Regions from separate parts of the Gossypium hirsutum genome. Here region 1 is linked to region 2. A link is a contact called in public Hi-C data. All regions are on one chromosome and are shown on one strand. The core of a region is the stretch at or near the end of the contact, and the rest is flanking DNA. Distances in the headings are between cores, read along the strand shown. Region 1 holds the start of LOC107928781 (mitochondrial adenine nucleotide transporter ADNT1). Region 2 holds the start of LOC107920268 (ethylene-responsive transcription factor CRF2).

Region 1 (6,709 bases), core at 148-2,647, 390 kb before region 2:
TTAAAAAAAATCTAAAATAGCATTTTAACAAACAACAAATATTTATTTCAAAGGTGTTTATGTATTTTTTTAATAATTTACAAATACAATTTTGAACCTTAGGCTTTAATAAAGAAAAATTCAACCAATACTCTAAAATAATATTAATCTTTTTATATAGTGCTTATAAGTACTCATAACTTTTTTTAATATTTAAATAGAAAAATAAACACATTTTAGCTTATGTCCTCTATAATAGCAACAATGTAAATGACAACCGAGTTAAGACTCATTCAACTCAAAAAATATATTTTCCTTTTAATTAGAAATAAATTTATAAATATATATATTTTAAAAAATTCTTGTGATATAATCTAATAAGTAATAAACTCAATTAGTAAAATAACAAAAGTTTATGTGCATTAGTATTCTATTATCAACGAAAATTGAAAAGATAAAATTATTACATGTTTTAAAAAAATAAAATTAACTATAAAGCGCATGACAATTTCTTTAATTTATATTATATTTAAAAATTTGATATTATAAATCAAAATGATTAAAATATTTTTATATTTAAAAAATAACAAATACTTTTTATATTTTTATATAAAATTTATATGTAAAAATTTTAAATCAACTCTAGCTAAAATTTTATCCACATTTATCATAATTTAATTTTATTAAAAACTGTTATAAGTGCGAGTTAAAACGTTACATTGCGAAGTGCCAAATGACAAATGACAAATCGCAAATTGATTTATTTATTTGTAATTTATGAAATATTGAAATTTGATTACTAAAACTTGATATTAATGGAAAGGATATTTTGGATTTAGGTTATATTTAGGAAAATCATCCAAACATAGCAGTGCGATACGCAATATTTACTTAATGGAATAGAATGAGTTTAGGAAATCGTAATCTACTTCTGCCCTAAAATATTTAGCTTCTTACTCTTACCAAAATTCGTTAAAAGCTTAACTAAAAGGAATTTATATTTTTGGCAAACTTGTAAATTCGAATTAAATACTATCTTGAAAAAATAATTGCCAATAACGTATCATTTTTTCTTACTATAATTATATTAAATTCCAAAACTTTAAATTAATAAAAATCATTAAACAAGGTAAGATTCTTAATTAAAGGGTAACTCACAATTCTATTTTATAAGAAAAAGTAAGTTTTTTCGTTATTTAATGTACAATTTTAAAGATTCCAAACCAAGTATACTTGTGTATATGTTTGTATTATTATATTTTTATAATTCCTTGTATCAAAACAAAATCTTATAATTTACTGTAATATTACACTTCAAATTTATATCATATTCATATTAATTTTGGTGATTTATTTTTTAATCTTATTAATTAAAAATATATATATATATTTTTTGTTTGTTTGTTTTGAGAGGAAACGAGGGTTAGTTGTAGAGTGAAAAGAGAGGGTATTCTGGATATGGAAATTTCATTTATCTCCGCCAAGTTCCAGCAGTTATATATTTTTCTACAAGTACCCTTTTCTTTGTTTTTCTATCAACTTAGCCAATGCTTGCTCACTTTCACTCATTCCCCTAATCACTGCAAACAGGATCTCTTCTTCTTCTCCGATCACCGGTGTCTGCTCAGCGCCATATTTTGATCGGATAAGTTACGGTTCCAACGTTATATCTCTGTCTGAATTGCTTTTTTCCTCTCTTTTTTTTTAAATTTTATTTCCCAAAAAATGGCGTCTGAGGATGTGAAAAGAAGCGAGTCTGCGGTCTCGACGATCGTGAATCTGGCGGAAGAAGCGAAGATAGCTAGCGAAGGAGTTAAGGCGCCGAGCCATGCGTTGCTTAGTATTTGCAAGTCTCTTGTTGCTGGTGGTGTCGCCGGTGGAGTGTAAGTCCCTTTCTTTCTTAAGATCCGCTCTTTGCCTTTCCTTTTCTTTTTTTTTAATCTTCGACTAGTTTGATCGTGTTTTTTTGTTTCCTCCGATAATTTTTTGGTCCTTTAAGTTAATTCATCTATTTTTTTTTTGAAAACTTTCTTTTTCCTTCTTGTTTTTGCTTGTTCAACTCAGTATCATAATTTTCCGCTTTTAGAAAAATAATGTAACCTTTTTTTTTATATAAACTCAGTTACTTTTTCTGGAAAGCAGTGATTTTCTTAACAGGACTTGTTAACTTTGAAATTGGAAAATCGAAGTATGCTTCTTTTTCCTCTATTATGTTGAATCCAAGAAAATATGTATTTTTGGTTAAAATTTAATCACTCTTTATTTTTTTATGATGAAAATGTTCTTCAATATGTTTAATTCTCTGTTTTATGAATCTTTTACTATTGATACTCTAATTATGTAAAATATTGAATTGGGGTCTCTTCTTCTTTTGGTATTTGTGAATAAGGGATGATAACCATGTAAAGGTCACTGTTTGGTATTTATTGGTAATGATGTGGAAATTCTTGGAGATGCAAAATGGTTTTTTAAAGTAACAGTTACTTTGTCACTGAATTAACGTACGTTGATTCTTCAGGGGAAAAAAAGGCCTTTTTCATCATTTAGGATTTTAATAGGTTGTGAGGTGTTTTCAATATGGTTTCTCTCTGTTTGTATATTTCCACTCCCAGTAAGAGGCATGGTCGTTAAAATTCAGGGATATTGACTATGGTGCCATTTGATGCTTGGAGAAATTTGATGGTTACTTTTGTGGCCTTGCTGGTAGTTCACTGGAGGGCCTGAGGGATGGTTGACTCTTTTGATGTTGATAAATGAAGAATATATTCATTCCATTTTCTAAACCCTTTGCTTGCAACTTTTGTTGTCCTAAAGATGGTGGGAATGGTACGGAAGATCTGAGGATGAAATATTACCCTGTTGCCCTTTGGATGCTTTTTTTCATTTGACCTGATTGCACCTTCTGCTATGGTCATGGAATACTTTTGTATCTATATTGTATTATTATAATGTTTGACTTTCCATTTCCATTGCCAGCTTGCTTTACTTAGTGTATGTTGTATCTATTTCAGGTCACGTAGTGCTGTTGCTCCCCTAGAAAGATTAAAAATTTTACTTCAGGTAGTTTATGTTATCATCATCATTTGGTCCTTATCCATTAAGTTCTCATTTTTTGCAATGCTATAGTTTATAGCCAATGCCTCCTTGTTCTTCCTAGTGAAAGTTCAACATATTTTCTATTCTCAATTTTGTTACTGCTGGTGATAATCAGAGCTTTAACTACATTGTATATGTCCTAGAGTATTTCTATTATAGAGTAGCTGTTTCCATTTTTTTACAGCCTGTAGATTGACAGGATTTTCTTTCCGAGCCTGCAGGTTCAGAATCCTCATAGTATAAAATACAATGGAACAATCCAGGGTTTGAAATACATATGGAGAACTGAGGGTTTCAGGGGAATGTTTAAAGGAAATGGTACTAATTGTGCTCGCATCATTCCTAACTCAGCAGTGAAGTTTTTCAGCTACGAAGAAGCCTCTAAGTAAGCCTTGGCAGTTCCTTTCTTCACTATTAACCTTCAGTTATTACCACAGTACAAAGTTTGAACTAATCTCTTCCTTTTTGCTTCTTTCTAAATACAGGGGGATTTTATACCTATATCGGCAGCAATCAGGAAATGGTATGCCTTTATAATAGCACTATACTTGTAAATATTCTTGAGATTTGAAGCTGATTGTTACTATTCAATTTCATTTACTGTTGTGCAATTATTGAGGCAAAGAAGTACTGTACTGTTAGTGAACTTTGTGTATTGAATAACTAATTTTGTGTTATAAGAAATAAGTTCACTGGATGTTATTGACAAAGACTGTGCATCCCTTTCTGTCTGCATGTGGTACCTGTAATGTTGATGATCTTGTATTAGTTACCATGATGCTATTGTCTTTCTTAAACTAATTCATGTTTTCTCTGCCAAACATTGGTGCTGAATGGGGAAATAAATGGAATTTGTTATATGGCCCTGATTGGCAGAAGATGAGTTGCCTTTTCAGTGGTTATGGATGTTGTGCTTACCTACTTGTTACTTTATTGATTTTACCTTATCTTACAGAGGATGCACAATTCACTCCACTTCTACGCCTTGGAGCTGGTGCATGTGCTGGAATCATTGCCATGTCAGCAACTTATCCAATGGATATGGTACGAGGTCGTCTAACAGTTCAGGTATTTGTTTTGAGTTTCTGTTACCTTAATTGATATGACTTACGTCAGATAACTCTCATGCCTGAAGATACAGGCCTGCCTCTTGTTATCACTTTGGTGGCTAATGTTCATGTGTTATATTTGCAGACTGAGAAGTCGCCTCGCCAATATAGAGGAATCTTTCATGCTCTTTTAACAGTATTAAGGGAAGAAGGACCCCGTGCATTGTACAAAGGCTGGTTACCATCTGTAATAGGAGTTGTAAGTAAAACTCTTATGGCGTTGAAACCTGCACTCTTTAATTTCTATTGCACTTCAGGAATCTGCATTCAGATAGACGTAGACATCTGCTAGGATGATGCGTTCTGTTTCTAGCCCTTCCTAAATTTCTGCTTATGTGTTGGGTTCGTTATTGCACATAGCTGTTCATTGGCAAACAATGGTCTATTCCCTTTCACTTTGCATCTGTTTTGGCCTTCAATAAGGGAAGAATCATCTCCTTATGTTTGTATGCAAAGGCCTAAATGACTTTTATGATGTTTATAGGTACCTTACGTCGGTCTTAATTTTGCTGTTTATGAATCTCTGAAAGATTGGCTGATCAAAAGGAAACCCCTTGGGCTAGTTGAGGACTCTGAACTGGGTGTCACAACAAGGCTTGCATGTGGAGCTGCTGCTGGAACCATTGGCCAGACGGTTGCTTACCCTCTTGATGTCATTCGACGCAGAATGCAGATGGTGGGCTGGAAGGATGCTGCTTCAGTTGTCACCGGTGATGGGAAGAACAAGGCCCCATTGAATATAATGGTATGGTTGATACATTCAGGAAAACAGTGCGCTATGAAGGTTTTGGAGCATTATACAAGGGTTTGGTTCCGAATTCAGTGAAGGTTAGGCTAACATCTTAGTCTCTGCAATCAACTTCTCTATACCCAACAGCATAATAAATGCTCTTCCCATCCCATTTTAGGTGGTTCCATCTATAGCAATTGCATTTGTCACGTACGAGTTGGTGAAGGATGTACTTGGAGTTGAGTTAAGGATATCTGACTGAAGGAACTCCCAAGAGCTTGGTCAATCTTTTGTGTTCATTTTGATGAGCAAGAATTATTTTGCTTTTAAAGGAAAGGTAGGAGGATATTTAGAGCTCACTTTTAGTATTTTTTTAATGTCTTCCTTATAGCTATTGTCTTCTTTGCTCTTAGGTTTTCAGTTTTCATATTCATATATGCTTTTGCCAATAAGTATTTTTTGGGAGGTTATCAGAAAATAGTATATTCATTAGGAAATGATGCAGCCGATACACATTCTGATAGATTTCGCTTTTAGTGAACTTAAAATGTTCTGTTGCCAAGTTATATTCATGATTATTCTAATAAATACATGCAACAAATTAAACATTACCTTAGGATGTTTTTATATCAATAGCTCAACTTGATTGGAAAGGAACATATGAAAAGTGATACATAATGCAAATCTAGAATGAACATAATAATGAAATGAAATATATCTAGGACTTCCTCTAGGTTGTTGCCCTTTTGGACCCTGACAGTTTTAGAGATTATTTCCTTTAGGTCATCACATACGGTAGTATTAAATCCACATGCACAACTGCCTAATGGCGTCCCTCCTCTTCTCTTAGACCCAGTATGCTTGATCCTTCTCTTTCTTAGCCAGCCATCTCTAAGAATTCCACCTTCACCAAATGCTTGATGGCTTTCAGCAGATTATTTTTCTCTTCTTCCTTATTTTCCTTAATATAGCTTCTCAACTCTTGCAATTTATATTCTTATTCTACCTGATGTTCTCTCTTGCAATGTAGATTCTTATTCTATCTGATGCTTTAGTTGCTCAATCAAATTAGTCATTTCATTCATCAGCTGCTTCTTTTCACTCTGTCCCTTTGACCCAACACTTAGCAATCCTTAGTTCTTTCGATGTTTCTTCAACATGGTGGTCGTAGTTTCCATAGCCATGTTCAAATTTACGGATGACAGCTTTCACATTCTCTGAGATATCAATGATCATCCTGGAATGGGTGTTTTGATCTTTTCTTCAATCATTTTTTGTTCTTCAAGGAACTTTGCTTCTGCTTTTTTGAGGCTCTCTTCATTCTCTGTGAACAGCTGTTCTGTGACTTGAAGCTTTTGGTTTGACAAGCAGAGCTTAACTTCAATTGTGTGAACGTTCTCGCCTAAAGTACTCAGATCATCACCTTTTATTTCTAAATCTCTTTTCAAGTCTTCAATAATTTGCTCCAAATCAGCTACTATTTGATGGTTGGATTGAATGTTCTTAATTGTGCTCTCCAGCCATTTCTTGCATCTTCCTTTCCGTGACTTCAATAGTTGCCTTGCAGTCCTGTAATGAAGTTTCAAGTTGTTTGTACTTCTCGCCTAGCTTGATCTGTAATCTGGTTGACGAAGTAATTTTCCCATCGCCTTTTGCTTCTAGATCTCTTCGAAGGTCCTCATAATTTGCTTCAGATCAGCTGCCATTTGACTTTTAGATTCTATGTTTCTATGGAATTCTTCTGATGATTCTTCCATCTTACTTTGTGCAGCTTCAAGTTTACCTTTTCTATGTC
Region 2 (7,579 bases), core at 1,609-4,108:
CTAGTGTAGGAGATGAAATTGAAGTCACACTATATGATTTATATCGCTATAGCTATAAAATGGAATGAAAAATAATAATTAAGTAACATTTTGTATACTTGCTTACAAGTAAAACTATGTAGTCCGATATTGAGACATACTACAACTCAAAAAAATTTGAAGCCCATTGGGTCCGATGCATTCGACTTGGTGAATGATAGAGTTTTAAGGTTCAGACCCTAAACCAACAGGGAACACTAGAATTAGGAAAAGAAAAAATGTTTAGACAATGAATATAAAAAAAAAAACATGGTTAGCTCATAGCCCATTACTTGAACATCTTTGAAAGGTGCTTGTACTGTCTACCTAGTGGTACACCAAGGTCAACAATTCAGTAGGACAAAATTATATATGTATATATGGAACTTACTTTGTAATTCATGAATCCACCACATTCCATGCACATATTTAAATCAGATTTAGAATAAATTATTATTATAGGACAAGTTATAATGTAATAATTAAATTATCAAAAGAAATCTAATATGTTTCTAATCGTTTTTATTTTTTAACACACTATCAAAATTTGTACAATCTAATATATTTATGTAGTTTGACACCACGTGTGCACTGCAGATAATAAGAATCTAAAGTAGGGTAAAAAACCTTTTACCATGTTATTAAGAAAAAAATATAAAATAAAACAACTTAGCCTTTTGAAATGTTCTTATCACGTGCCTTCACGAAAACAAACATATAAGCATGATCCAGCATAAAACACGTACCCAAACTCGTCCGTCACCGTTACTGTGACGGAGATGTTTAATATTCTTAACTTCACTCATTAACAATATTAATTAAACAAAAAGAAGAAAAAAATTGCCGATATTTTCAGTTCCCGCCGATGCAAAACTTGCCGTAAAACTGGCATTACACGAGAAAAAGGAAGGACCACTCCCTCAAATGGCTAAAAGAGGATCTGCCCCGAACAAATCCCCGATATCTTGGAAGTGATCATCGACATGTTGCCAACTGGAGAAACCTCCACCAAATTCGAACTCGAAATCCTCACACGAACTAAAAAATCCATTATCTAAATCATCTTTCAAAAAACTCGTATCGTCGTCGAACAAATCCGGTACTGAACTAAATATGTCACTTGGAATAGAGAATGGGTTGCTGGAGAAATCCGACACGTGTTCTCTGGATATGCAGCAAGAATCCTCCCGAGGTTCGCTCTCGATTTCTCGAGATTCTTTGACGCTTTGCGACGAATCGACTTCGTCGGTCGAAAGCGAAGGACAACGAAGAATGGAGGTTGGGGAGCAAAGATTGGTGGTGGTGGTGTGGGATTCTTCCATGGAGTTGTACTCTGAGCTGGATAACGGCTTTTGGCTGTTTTTGTCTTGCAGTGATTTTTGCTGGGGAGTGGTAAAGTTAGTGAGCGCGTCGGGACCACGCAGCTGAATAGCCGCGTTGTCGTACACCATTGCTGCTTCTTCGGCGGTGTCATAGGTACCCAACCATAAACGTACACGCCTTAGCGGGTCCCTGATCTCAGCCGCCCATTTTCCCCAAGGCCGTTGCCTTACTCCTCTGAATTTCTTCCCGGCTGGTAATACCTTAGCCGAGGACGCTTTTGCTACAGCAACAGCCGCCGGCCTTTTTCTAGAATTCCTGGACAAAGTCGACGATTTACTTCTGAAAGCAGCGTCGTTCTGGGCAGGACATGATGATGAACCGATAGTTATCTCGTTCACGAATTTCTTGACTCTTCGGGTTGTTTGTTCTTCGTCTTCGTCGCTGGAGGAATCAGTAGCGTCAGCATCAGTAACTGATATCCGAACAATTCGAGGCTTCATTTCTGGTTGGTTTTCGACTTTGACATTTAACAGTGGTGAAAGGAGCTTGGTTTGATTGCGATGTTCTGTGTATTTGATTGAAGAAACAGAACAATGATCCATTCTTTTTTTTTCGATTTTGCCTTTGTATATGCAGGTTTTCAACTTCTATTACTTGGTCTCATTGAGAGAGAGTGGGAAGGGGAGTCAAATAAAAGCGGAGGGAAAAGAAGGGATTCCTTTGAGACTTGACACCAGGAGAATAAAGGGCTAAAAAGGAAAGCTGAACAATGAACACGTTAATGAGAAGCTGGAAATGAAGAGAAGCCCACCATTAATCTGTTAAAAGTTTTACTCAAAAAGTACTTAAGAGCACGAGAAATTTCAAGGAAAGTTATCCCCAAAAAAACGATAGTGCGCTTAAACAAGCAGTACGGAAAGCACCCCGATGGCAAAAACCAGTAGTGGGAGAACGGAGCGAAGAAAAAGAAGAAAAGAAAGAAAACTGTAGGTAAAAGTTGCAGAGGATAAAAGAAAAAGGGAAGATGCCGCGAGCAAAAAAAAACCACTAGACAGTGCCTTTTCTTAGTCACTTGACAGAGCACAGACTTGCTATTTTGGGTAACTTTCAAAACCAAACCCTAAAAGAAACTAAGAACACAAATTGCTTTCTGATGATATACAGTACTTTCTCCAGGAAACATAAAGAAAAAGAAAATTCTTAAAAGAAAGAAAGGGAAACGGAAAAGAAAAAGGAAAAGGGAAAAGAACGCAAAGAGGAGTGAAGAATAGCTCTTTTGATAGATAAGAGAGTAAAAAGACAGAAAAAATGAAGCAGAGATTTGAGGCATATACCGAAAGTTGAGCTATTTTATAGGACCAGCCGTAATTTGCTCAAGGTTAAAATGCCATATATTTTTATTTATTTATTCATTTTTTTAAAAAAGTTGTTAGAGAAAGGGCGGGGACATATCGGCGATAATGAGATTCCGGCTGAAAACAGAAAGATCCAACGGGAGGGTGAACCGGGGGGAATGCTGACTAGGTGTCTAGGTGTTGTCCAAAAAAGATTTAATCTTGAAATCAGAGATTCAGGTCACGTGACACCAGACACTCGGGTCAGTCCACTCCTCTCCCTTTGACTAAAATTAGAACCGGTAGTTAATGATTAACACCCACTCCTACCTTTAATTGCCTCCATAATTCCTTAGTTAATCTTCCGTTTTTTTACCTTGTATAGGCATTTTCGTCATTTTATGACTGCCAGAGTTGGTTAGATTACAGCTGCTGCAGACCAAGCAGTTATACAGCTGGTAAATTTTACTACAACTGAGACTAACGTGGTGCTATTTTTTTAACCTTTTTATTTAATGACCACGCTGTGGTGTGTAGGGAGGGTATTTTTTCGAATGTATTCAAGCACAGTGTGAGGTTGAAACGTGTCTAGTATTTATTATTATTTCTTTGAGTAGCCCCGAGTTTTGATTGGCTCCAACAACTTGTTCTGCCGACAGTAAATATTAGCCGTCAGATGAAACATAGGGTCAATTTATCTAATTAGCAACGTATCATTTAATAGGATAAATTTGACTAAGCTAATTAAACTATTAATAAGTTTATGTTTTGGTTACTCAATTTTAAAAAATTATAAAATGGTTATTGAACTATGTAAAAGTTTTCATTTAAGTAATTGGACTATTAAAATCGTTGCCATATAGCATTTTATGTTTGCATTACCTGCATCAATCGAAATCTCTCATTTTCCTTCTCTTTCACAGTTTATTTTTTTTATGGAACAATTTTAAACATTACGAATCTGTGAATAAAATCCAAACAATATTATTCCTTGATCTATGACCCTAACTGTCAAATCTACTTAGATCTAGCATATATTTTTCTACTCTTTGATGGGTACTAATTTATCATACCGATTGTCAAATCGCCACTTGTAGCTTGCTAGCCGGACTTTAAAAAGGATTAAAGCTCAATAACTTAAATAAAATTTTTTGAATAGTTAAGTGACATAAATGAATTTTTTTGAATAGTTTAATGACTATTTTGTAACTTTTTAAAATTGAGTGATCAAAAGTAAACTTACAAATAATTTAATAGTCTTAGATATAATTAAACCCTAAAAAATAACAACAATATTTGGTGTTTTTACGGTATAGATTTAACGTACAACTTTTTAATTAGATCACGCGATGATGAATCACATTTTCCTTTTTCTTCTTTTTATCGGTTAGGAGAATTTAAGGTAAATAAAGACAGGAATTTACTGAGTTTCTCAATTTGTTAGGGACAGTTACTTATTTGAACGTTGTTTTCTCGTGTTCTTTTCTCTTTATTTGAATGAGAAATTTAGATGAGTTTCTATACGCTAATATATATATGCCGAAAAGAAAATAATTTGAGAAAGTATGCTGAAACTTTCGAAATTTATCGATCTACGCTATTTTAAAAAAAAAAAAAGGAAAAGCGTGTTTTATAAAGTGTGTTTTCATTGTCGTGTCAATAAAAACGCGTTTTACAAAACATTCTTTCACCAAAAATTGACAAATTAAGTTTTTTGTTAAGTGGTTAAGTGTTAGTATTTTTAACTTAAGTCTTGGGTTCAATTCCTCTCCTGCTAACACTTTGTAGTTTTTATTTCATGTTGTTTAAAGTTTTTTTAATTAATATTTTTAACACATTAACTCCTTTAATTAGATGGCTAGATAATTTTAATCTTATCTTTGAGGCCTAAGTTCAATTCTTCTTATAAACATTTTAATATGTATTTTTTAATGTTGTTTCAAGCTTTTTTTTAATTAGTGTTTATAATTAATAAATATATTGTTTTTAAGTTTTTATTTTTAATTCATATTTTTAATTAATAATTATTTTATTTATAAAATAAAATAATTATTGCAAATATTGAATCCCATTTGATGGCCTGATGATCAAGGATGTTTATCACCTCAAGTGTGGTTTGAGTTCAAGTCATATTTGTTGCATTGGTTATTCAGGCTTTGCTCTGTTATTGTAAATCATCAAAAAAATTTATTGCAAATATAATTAGTTTTTAGTAAATATATTTTTTATATGTGTAATATTTATTTTTCAATCCACATAATGAGAGTAGTAAATTGACATATTATATATTTTTGTATGTGTATTTGAAATATTGCACATATAAAAAAATTTGAAATATCATACTCACAATGTAGATGAAAAACAATGATATTTGAAATATTATTTGATATTATAATATTAGAAATCACTATACCCTCACAATATAGGTGGAGAAAAGAAATATTTTACATATAAATATTATATATAAAGAAGAATATATCTAAAGAATTAGTTGATGTTTTTAAAAAATAATTAAATATTTATTATTTGATTTTATAAATAAAATAGTTATTAATTAAAAATAAAAAACTTGAAAACTGTTATAAAATAGAGATGAAGAGAATAAAGAAAATATGAAAGCAATAACGAATATATTTTATTGATCAAAGGGATGATTACAATGCTTCATTAAAGTCTCTATTTATAGGTATAAGAAGTATAAAAGAAGTAGATATCTAATTCTAATAACTATTAGAATTTAAAGTATATTAAAACTTTATCTTGATCATGATGGACATGGACATCCACTTAATAAGATATTCATAACACTCCCCATTGGATGTCCATTGGTAAATAATGTGTCTCATTAAAACCTTATTAAGAAAAACCCTGTGGGATAAAACCCTAATAAAGGAAAAATAGTACACAATCTATAATACACATAATATGTTATCTCATTAAAAATCTTACCAAGAAAAACTCAATGGGATAAAACCTTGGTTAAGGGAAAAAGAGAGCAACGCGTATTTACTCCCCCTCATGAAAACATCACATATTTCTCATATTCTACGTATTCAATCTTGAATACTAGTTTTTCAAATGACTATTTGAATATATTTGCTAAGCATTTATATTACCATTCTTTTGAAAATCATGAGTGAGGGAAAATTTTGAGAAAATATATTTTGATTTGTAACAACCCAAAGTTTAAGAGTATCAGAAAAATGTACTTTTGGGTTATTAATTTCCGTAAAATGAATTCATAAATATTTATTAGAAATATTTACGAAGTTAGGAGTATAGTTAATTAGATTTTGGCTAAGTAAATTAGCTTGAATTAAGACTAATTTAGTGAAAAGACTAGATTAAATAAATGGTAAAAGTTGAATTGTGGAATAGAGAAAAGTCAAAGGACTAAATTAGTAAATAAACCATATGGGGACAAATGTGTAGTATAAAATTTATACATTTGTAATAATTGTATTTATATATATTAACTTATACTTTAAGTATAAGATATTTATTAATTATAATATATTATATTAACTATTAATTAATTAAAACATAAAAGAAATAAAAGAATAAAATAAAGAAACAAAAGAAAGAGAACAGAGAAGGTGGAATGAAATACGGAAGAAAAAGAAAGGAGAAAAAGAAAAAGGGAAAATTAGGGTTTTGAAGCTTAAAGTTTAATTTGGTAAGTCAATTTAGTCCTTTTCTTGCAATTTTGATGTTTTTGGAGTCCTAAAGACAAATATTACTTGATGTAAGTGGAAATTTTGAAAGTTAGATGATTTTTAGACATGGGTTATGTTGAACAAATCATTGAAATAGGGATTTAATTGAATGAATTTCAAGTTAGAATTGATTAAGGGATTAAATTGTAAAGGAAGCTATAAGTTTTATGTTTAAGGGTTTAAATTGAAAGAAATTGAGATTAGGGTTTTACTATGAACATTGATGGATAAGGTGAATGTGATAGGAAGATTGAATAGATTTGAAGTGTAAATTGAGTAGTAAAAATAAAAATCAATGAATTAGTTTGGATCAAATTGAAATTGAGGTTTGAATTGAATAGAAAATTCAATTAGTTATTGTAAATTGTTAATGTATTAATAGTATAAATTGTTTAATTTCCGTAGCTAATGTAGTACCGGAGACATCGACGAAGAAAAGAAAAGAGAAGGTTGACGAAGAGTAATTCGAAAACTACGGTTTGTATTTCTATAAACCGAACTTAATAGTTATTTACTGTATTATTTATTATTTAAATTACATGAAAAATGAAAATGAGGTAAGTATTGTTAAGTTACTGTATCGATTTGAAATGTGAAATTTTAAATTGAAAAGTAATTGAAAAACCCTATTAACAGTGTCGGGCTATTCGGATATAATTGGCATGACATAGGATTGGAAGTGTTCAGGGATATTCAACCTTGAGTCGATAAGGCACCTCGTGTGTCGTACTGTTACTGTTTCGGATTAAATTTCGATGAGGTATTCTGTACTGTATTGTTACTGTTACTGTTACTGTTACTGTTATTTTCCGGCTTTGGCCGATGAAGCACTATGTGCTATACTGGTGTGTGGGTTGAATACGTGTGTCCGTCCAGGTCTGAGTTATGTTAATAGGGGTAAACTACTGTACTGAAGATTGAATGGTACCGACTGAACTGAAAATCTTACTGGTTTTGATTCTAATGATATATGTTTTATAAAATAAAGAGAATTGATTGAATATTCTTGATATGTTTATTTATTAAAATCTATGGTTTAAATATAGATTTAAATTTAAGTATTGGTTTATAGAAATACCACTGAGTGTATACTCAGCGTATGGTTTGTTTCCGTGCGCAGGTTAGATACGAAAGCGACTAACAACTCAGCATCCAAGCCAAGCCCAAACTCAAATACTTGATGGTGTA

Evidence for each region. A called contact is a pair of places that touch in the nucleus more often than the background predicts.
Region 1: a Hi-C map of leaf shows a contact between it and region 2, with 1.8 times the contacts expected there. The contact joins the promoter of LOC107928781 here to the promoter of LOC107920268 in region 2. A contact is called at or near these places in 3 of 34 Hi-C or Micro-C datasets (leaf and petal).

What each region holds. Positions count from the first base shown.
Region 1 is chrA08:75,571,792-75,578,500 of Gossypium_hirsutum_v2.1, reverse strand. It overlaps LOC107928781 (mitochondrial adenine nucleotide transporter ADNT1), which reads left to right and starts at 1,397. Exons shown (of 9, transcript XM_016860046.2): 1 at 1,397-1,862; 2 at 2,991-3,039; 3 at 3,297-3,460; 4 at 3,561-3,598; 5 at 4,031-4,143; 6 at 4,270-4,383; 7 at 4,669-4,912; 8 at 4,915-5,012; 9 at 5,093-5,525. The coding sequence starts at 1,705. The coding sequence ends at 5,176.
Region 2 is chrA08:75,178,129-75,185,707 of Gossypium_hirsutum_v2.1, reverse strand. It overlaps LOC107920268 (ethylene-responsive transcription factor CRF2), which reads right to left and starts at 2,858. Exons shown (of 1, transcript XM_016849921.2): 1 at 633-2,858. The coding sequence starts at 1,943. The coding sequence ends at 939.